Regions from separate parts of the Mus musculus genome. Here region 1 is linked to region 2. Evidence: chromatin contacts called from public Hi-C data. All regions are on one chromosome and are shown on one strand. Each heading gives the region's core, a stretch centred on a gene start, on an enhancer-like site or on the middle of the called end of the contact. The rest is flanking DNA. Distances are from core to core; before and after follow the strand shown. Region 1 holds the start of C1ql3 (C1q-like 3). Region 2 has its middle 61 kb from the start of Pter.

Evidence for each region. Hi-C and Micro-C count contacts between places; a contact is called where the count stands out from the background.
Region 1: a contact with region 2 is called in a Hi-C map of rod photoreceptor, with 1.6 times the contacts expected there. The contact joins the promoter of C1ql3 here to the enhancer-like site in region 2. A contact is called at or near these places in 1 of 39 promoter capture datasets (liver), 3 of 484 Hi-C or Micro-C datasets (nephron progenitors, rod photoreceptor and uterus), 2 of 115 datasets of contacts at active chromatin or transcription factors (bone marrow-derived macrophages and embryonic stem cells) and 2 of 9 other capture datasets (adipose tissue and embryonic stem cells).

What each region holds. Positions count from the first base shown.
Region 1 is chr2:13,008,687-13,012,225 of GRCm38.p6, reverse strand. It overlaps C1ql3 (C1q-like 3), which reads left to right and starts at 1,362. Exons shown (of 2, transcript NM_153155.2): 1 at 1,362-1,966. The coding sequence starts at 1,379.
Region 2 is chr2:12,860,872-12,864,407 of GRCm38.p6, reverse strand. No RefSeq gene overlaps it. Among named protein-coding and RNA genes, the nearest start is that of Pter, 61 kb to the left of the region's middle. Within about 2 kb of position 1,552, at least 2 of the 459 cell types and tissues checked have an H3K27ac peak or open chromatin away from gene starts, as enhancers often do. A contact at or near this core is called in rod photoreceptor, where this site is marked.

The DNA.
Region 1 (3,539 bases), core at 113-2,612, 150 kb before region 2:
ACGTCACTGTTCTCATCTTATTTCATCTAGAAGGCTATGGAAGCAAATGCTAAGGTTAAAAAAAAAAGCACGCACATCTACTGTCTGGAAAATTGGAGAGAGCCCTCCTTATGTTAAAAGTGGCATTTTGAAAAACACCTGAAGCACTGATTGTGGATGAGCCAGAGGAGAAATGTTGTCATCAAACCTCCCTCCTTTCAACCTTCACTTCCACCTCCAACAAGAGCTGTTGGCACTGGGGAAATAGATTTAGGTGTGACCCTTGAGTCCTGAGAGCAGTTGCGCAGCTGTCTCCCTCCCCCTAGTATGACCAGCTAGGGCGCTGCCATCGTCTGGGCTAGACAAGGAAGTATTCAGGGTTTCACTGTTCATCCCTTGCTGAGAGGGGGGAGAGGCCGAAAAAAAAAAATCCCACATTGTCAGAGTAATGCCAAACTCTGTGTGAGTGGGATGAGCAGAGCAGATGCTGCAGAGAGATGCCAAAGCGGCTCCCCTTCCTCTGTGCCTTGGGTTCCTATAAATTGCTCCGGCGCGCGTTTGTCAGCCTCCTCTTCTCCTGGCAGGTGGTACCCAGGCAGAATTCTGCGTTCAGCTCTCTCGTTCAGCTTTTCGGCGGCGAGGCTCTCGATGCTGCTGGCTAGCTCCTATCTCCTCTGTCCCTGAGCTTCTCTGAGCCGCGGATCCTGCGAATTGCCATTGCTCCGCGCATCTCAGGGGCCTCCCGACCCCAAGCAACCGCAGCCCTCTAGGGTTGGGGGGTGCGTTTCTGTTGGAGTTGCAGGAGAAAAAGAAAGAAAGAAAGAAAGAAAAAAAAAAGAGACAAGGACAGACGAACCAAGCCAACAAAAGAAAAGCAAGAAGCAGAAAAAAAAAAAAGGGCAACTTCAGACAGAAAGTTGGTGAGAACTGGCGCAGTCTGCAAAAAAGGAAAAGTCGATCACGGGCAGCAGCGGCATAAAAGTGTGAGCTGCTCCGGACGAGCGCAGCAGGCGGCAGCTGGCTTTGCCCTCCGGGTGGCCGCTCCGGCACCCGCCGCAGCCACAGGTGCGAAGGGGCTGGCAGGAGGCGAGAGGGCGCCCTGAGCACCCCTCCCCCCAACCCCCACCCCCAGCTCGGGACTTCAGTTCAAGTCACTTGGCGCCCCAGCTCCCTCCCTAGCCGCAGCCTCAGCGGGGGGGAGCAGGAGCCGGTCAAGAGCGACCGGCGCGCGCCCGCCCAGGGGAGTTGGGGTTCGAAGGGGGATTGTTTTCGGCTCTGAAGAGGTCCCCGCCCAACCTTCAAAATTTTGTCCAAAAGCAGACAAGAGGATCGGCCCGCGCTGAGCCGGCTCGTGGGCAGCAGGAGGCGCCTGATCGCCGCCGGGGCGCTGGGGGTGGTGATGGTGCTTCTGCTGGTCATCCTCATCCCGGTGCTGGTGAGCTCGGCCGGCACGTCGGCTCACTACGAGATGCTGGGCACCTGCCGCATGGTCTGCGACCCCTATGGGGGCACCAAGGCTCCCAGCACCGCCGCCACTCCGGACCGGGGCCTTATGCAGTCCCTGCCCACTTTCATCCAGGGTCCCAAAGGCGAGGCCGGTAGGCCGGGGAAGGCAGGCCCGCGTGGGCCCCCGGGAGAGCCCGGACCGCCGGGCCCCGTGGGGCCCCCGGGCGAGAAGGGAGAGCCGGGTCGCCAAGGCTTGCCCGGCCCGCCTGGGGCGCCCGGCCTGAACGCGGCCGGGGCTATCAGTGCAGCCACCTATAGCACGGTGCCCAAGATCGCCTTTTACGCTGGCCTCAAACGGCAGCACGAAGGCTACGAGGTGCTCAAGTTCGACGACGTGGTAACCAATCTCGGAAACCACTATGATCCCACCACGGGCAAGTTCACCTGCTCCATACCGGGTATCTACTTCTTCACCTACCACGTCCTGATGCGCGGAGGGGACGGCACCAGCATGTGGGCTGATCTCTGCAAAAACAACCAGGTGAGCGCGGGCAGGCAGTGGGGAGGGCGGAGAAGGTGCTGACAAGAGGGAGGAGACCCCGGAAATGGGGGTGGGAGCCCGCGGAGGAAGGGTGCGGCAACCCGGCTCCCCGGGCTAAAGCGAGGGGGACTCTGTGACATGCTGGAAAGGCGGGGGTCATACGCAGAGGAGAGCGCCTTGCAGCCCAGACAAGGTAGTTTTAGGGTGCCAGAACCGTGCTCGGCGCGTGCAATTGAGAGCATAACCCTCGAGGGGCGAGAAACTGGGATCTTGGCCCCGGGGCCAACTCGTGAACTTGCAGCAACTGTCTTACAGCAGGCCGGGAATCCCTGGTCTGTGGCATTATCTGCAGTTTAGAGTCGCTTCCAGCCTTTTTCTGAGAATGTAGAAGGTTTCAGAAGCCCGAAATGGGCGTGTCAGGGCTCCAGATTCAGAGGAGATAGACCAGCATTCCGGGGAGGATGGAAGGACCCCAAGAGCGAGTCTCAGACAAGGCTGCCCAGGGCTCAGACAGCACTCTGCCGCGCGCATGTAATGGCATGGCCTTTGAGAGGCTTTGGGCGGTGAAACTCAATAGTCACTTTACACTCCAGTTAGTTTCCAAAGGAAGAACTGCTGGGAACAGAAAAAGTTGCATTTACACTGTAACAGTATAGCAGCTGGCATGCAAACACAGGAACCCCCACTCTTGGAGTAGGAAAAGGAACAAGAAAGTGGTCCGGGAAGTTGCCGGGTCAGAGCTCAGCCCTTTCACCACCCACTATCTCCAGGGCAGCGCGGCAGAGGCCCTTCCTAATCCTAGCCTACTTGATCACAGCTGCCTTGCCTGGCTTTGCATTGGCTGCAAAATAGCCTCATATGAGCCTGAATCAGGACCTGCTCTTCAGAGCTGGTAGGTGGTGCCACAAGGAACACTGGCTTGCAGTGCGGGCCAGGACTACTTTGCCTTTGTTAGAGTCAAGTCAGTGCAAAACCGAAGCATCTTTGTTCTTGTAGCCGCAGGGAGAAAATACACTTCTAACTACCTAAAAGTGTAATCAGACCTTCTGCACAGTCCAAGTAGCAGGCACCCGGTGGTGAGGCCTTCGTACTGGTAGCCAACTGTGCTAGCTGAGTTCCTGAGCCCTACACTTTGCTTACTGACCAACAAGAAGAAAGATCCCGCGTCCCTGTCATCACCTTCAAGATACCTCGTTTCACGCAGTAATTTTGACTTATCAAGGGCCGGCGTGCTCTAGGTCTTTGGTCCCCTGAAAATTCAGATATTATCTAGACGCAATTTTCTACTGAGCACCTTTAGGGCTTTCTTTCTTTCTTTCTTTCTTTCTTTCTTTCTTTCTTTCTTTCTTTCTTTCTTTCTTTCTTTCTTTCTTTCTTTCTTTTCCTTCCTTCCTTCCTTCCTTCCTTCCTTCCTTCCTTCCTTCCTTCCTTTTACTCAAGACTCATTTTAGTGTCAGATTTTTTCCAAAGGTAAAAGATGAATGTCCTAATTATGATACACTTTTAAAAGGTATCTTCTTTTCTGCAAATCCCTTCAAAGAACACCCAGGACACTAGGAATAATACAAAATTT
Region 2 (3,536 bases), core at 303-2,802:
TTGCCACTTGCTGGTATGACACATATCAAATTGCTTAAATACTCAAACCTTCAGTTTTTGCATAGGCTTTCAGACTATCATCCACACAAGTTTAAATTAGATGGTATGCTGGTGGTGGGATGGGATGGCTCAGTGGGTAAAAGTGCTTACCACTAAGCCTGACAGTCTTAGGCTCAAAACGGAGAGAACCAACTCTTTCAGGTATTTCTCTGACATTCATATGTAGGCTCTGGCACGCACCCCTCCTACAATCAAATATAAAGACTAAATGTGGAAGAATAATTTAGATAATGAAAGATCAGAGGAGTTAATAATTCACATCATAATAATTAGCAGTAATTTATACTTGTGTTATTTGTGCCTAAGTATACATTGTTCTCATGAGCTCAGACATTCTTTGTCCTGCTAATATCCTTGTCGCAAAGCTTTCTTTGCTTAGTATTTTATGTGTGTGAGTGTTTTACATGTATACTGTATATATTTAGTGCCTGTCAAAGCCAGAAAACAGCATCAGATCTCGAGTAACTGGAATTACAAAAGATGGTAAGCCACCATGTGGGTGCTGGGAACTGAAACAAGGTCCTTAACAGAAGCAGCTCCTGCTCTTAACCACTAAGCCATCTCTACAGACCTCTACTTGTTATCATTAAACATTTTCTTATTGTCGCAGATTTCCAGGCAAAGTATTCTGTTATCACCTCAAGTCGCTATTATTTATTTACTTATTCAGCTTTGTTTCTGTACTTGGAAGTGATACTCTTAAAAAAAAAGTCTGGGATAAAAAAATGCAAACAAGGAATCTTTTGCCCACACAGTAAGTCTCTGTCAATGTCAATATTAGAAATTTAAAGAAAGAAAAGCCATTGGAAATTCTTCCTTCCTTCACATTGGTTATTTTTAAGAGAAAGGATAAGCTCTTATGTTGGTTTCCTGGAGTTGCTATAAAAATTGCAACACCCTCCAAAAACCTAGGTGTCCTAAAACAGCAGAAATCTATACTGTCACAGTATAGAATAGAGAAATTTGAAATGGACATGTTCCCATCGGTGCCTTCTGGGAGACTGTCCCATCTCAGTCTGGTGATTGCAGTTATCTTTGATGTCCATTAGCTATAGAAACATCATTCTAATCTTTACCCCAATTTTAAATTTTATTTTAAATTTAGTATTTTATGGTGTGTGTGTATGCATGTGCATGTTATTGTATGTGTGTTAGGTGGGTATAATGTGTGTGCATTTAGAGATCAGAGGACTTCTTTGGATATTGTTCTCTGGAAGCCACCTCCCTTGCTTTTCCGACAGGCTCTGGAGCTTGCTAGTTTGCATAGCTGCACTGTGTGGCCAGGGAGCCTCACGCATCTGCTTGTCTCTATCATGTTGACACTGGGTTATAAACACAACCGTCCCACCCAGATTCTTTCTTTATAGGAGCTGCACATTGAACTCAGCTCCCCATGGTTGCAAGGCAAATACTTTAACAACAAAGCCATCATCTACCCAGCCCTCTGGCCTCATCTTTAAACGACCTTATTCCTCTGTGATTCATCTGTGTTTCTGTGTATATGCTAATCTCATATACCTTCTAAAGATGATAATCATAGGAATTAGGAATTAGGGATAAGCCTAATCCGCTGTGATTTTATTTTGAGCATCTGTCACTACAGTTGGAGTTTTAAATATTTTTTGTCTTAGGAAAGTACAAAAAAGGTGGAATTGGAGTAACAAAGGAAAAACTAGTTTCAGTTTCCCGAAGTCTTCATAAATTCATCATTTGTATTTGTTTTCCTCTTGTAGCCACATGCTCAGAGTATTCTTGAACTAAGGTAGCTTCGAGGTCATGATCATGTATGTGCCTTGTCACTGGCTGAAACATCTACATATGGTACCTGACTGTTGTAAATCTGGCAGTGTTAGATAGTGGAGGGTTGTATATTAATTCTGGTCCTGCCACTTGATGAGAGCATCCCACATTAGGTCATCAGAGTTCTATGATTTGGAATATATAATCTGATCTAAGGTGGATTAGGTGTGTGAACTTTACCATATTGGCTGGCAACATTTATCTTTGGGGAAGAGACCCTGGGAAAAGAAGAGAATCAAGAGAATCAGGGCTCATGCTTGAATCTCACTGAGAAAGCAAAATAGAATGGATATCAATGGTAGATGGATGAAGGGAATTCGGTGGAGGAGGGGATCAAGATGTAAAAGAAATTAAAAAAAAGAAAAAGAAAAATAGCATGGGCTTTTGATAGTCAAATTACTTCTTTTCAGCAGCACTATTGCATTATAAATCTATCTATTTGTAGAGAAGGAATTAACTAAATTCTTTTGGAACTAGTGTCTATGTTTAGGGAAAAATTGTAAAGCCAGGGATTTGGGTCATCAAGTACTTTCACAATATATAGAAAATGCAATATTCATGACTAGTGCTTCTCTAGGCATTTGGAATTGGAAAGAAGGAGCTGTAAAAGTGTTTCTGTTTTCCAGTTACAAGAAGGACATTAAGAGATAATGGGAAGGTGTTAATCAAGATTTGGGTCACAATAGTATCTGCTAGGTAGGATGAAAAATTCATGGCAGTCCATTGTTCCTGCCATGGCAAACTGTGGAAAGATGCTGGTGTTTAAGACACCACGTTCCAGAGAAGGCACCACCTTTCTAAGGTAGACAGACAAGAAATATCCTCTAATATAAAGATGGTGATATATGAAATGGAATAAGGATAAAAGCCATATGCTCTGCAAATAGTGACTCTGATAAAGTTAGTGTGCTATGTCAGATAGTATGCTTCAGGATGGAAATCAGTTTGTAAGCAAAGGTGGGTACTTTAAAGTAATCAAATAAGAAGATGGCAGAGCTGAATGCATACTGACTCCTCTGAAGATGAAGCCAAGGGAGGAAAATCCCTTGAGCCTCAGAATTTGAAGCATCTTGTATATTCTGTCAAAAAGGTGTAGGGGGGAATAAGAAGGTTAATGATTCTAAAAGCATTGAGATCACTGTGTCAGTGATCTAAAGGATGCAATATTTTCATGTATCAAGTGTTACATTCCTTTGGCTGCTTCAATGAGCAGAAGACAAAGTAGCTATGGGTGGTTATTTAAATCCACCTGAGTAAGTGATGAAGAAGGAAGAGGAGTTGAACATGAACTGTGTCACACTAAAGTCAACAGATTAACAAAGAGCTTGAGACCCATGCCATGAGGGGGAGCCTACCCTGACACTACTGATGATATTCTTCTGTACTTGTGGACAGGCACATAGTGTCACTGTCATCTAAGAAGCTTCACCCAGCAATTGATGGAAACAGATGTAGAGACGCACAGCACACATTACACAGAGCTTCAGGAATCCTATGGAATAGGGGGAAAATATGGAATAAAGTGCAGAAGTTAAAACCAAACAGAGACTACAGGTCCAGAGGTTTCTGCACTGGCAGGAGGATATGTGAGAAGTAGTCACAGCTGAGAAATGTACACTTGAATTTGCTGTTACATTTGGTCCTTCAGTTGCTACGTCATGGAAGTCAACATGGGT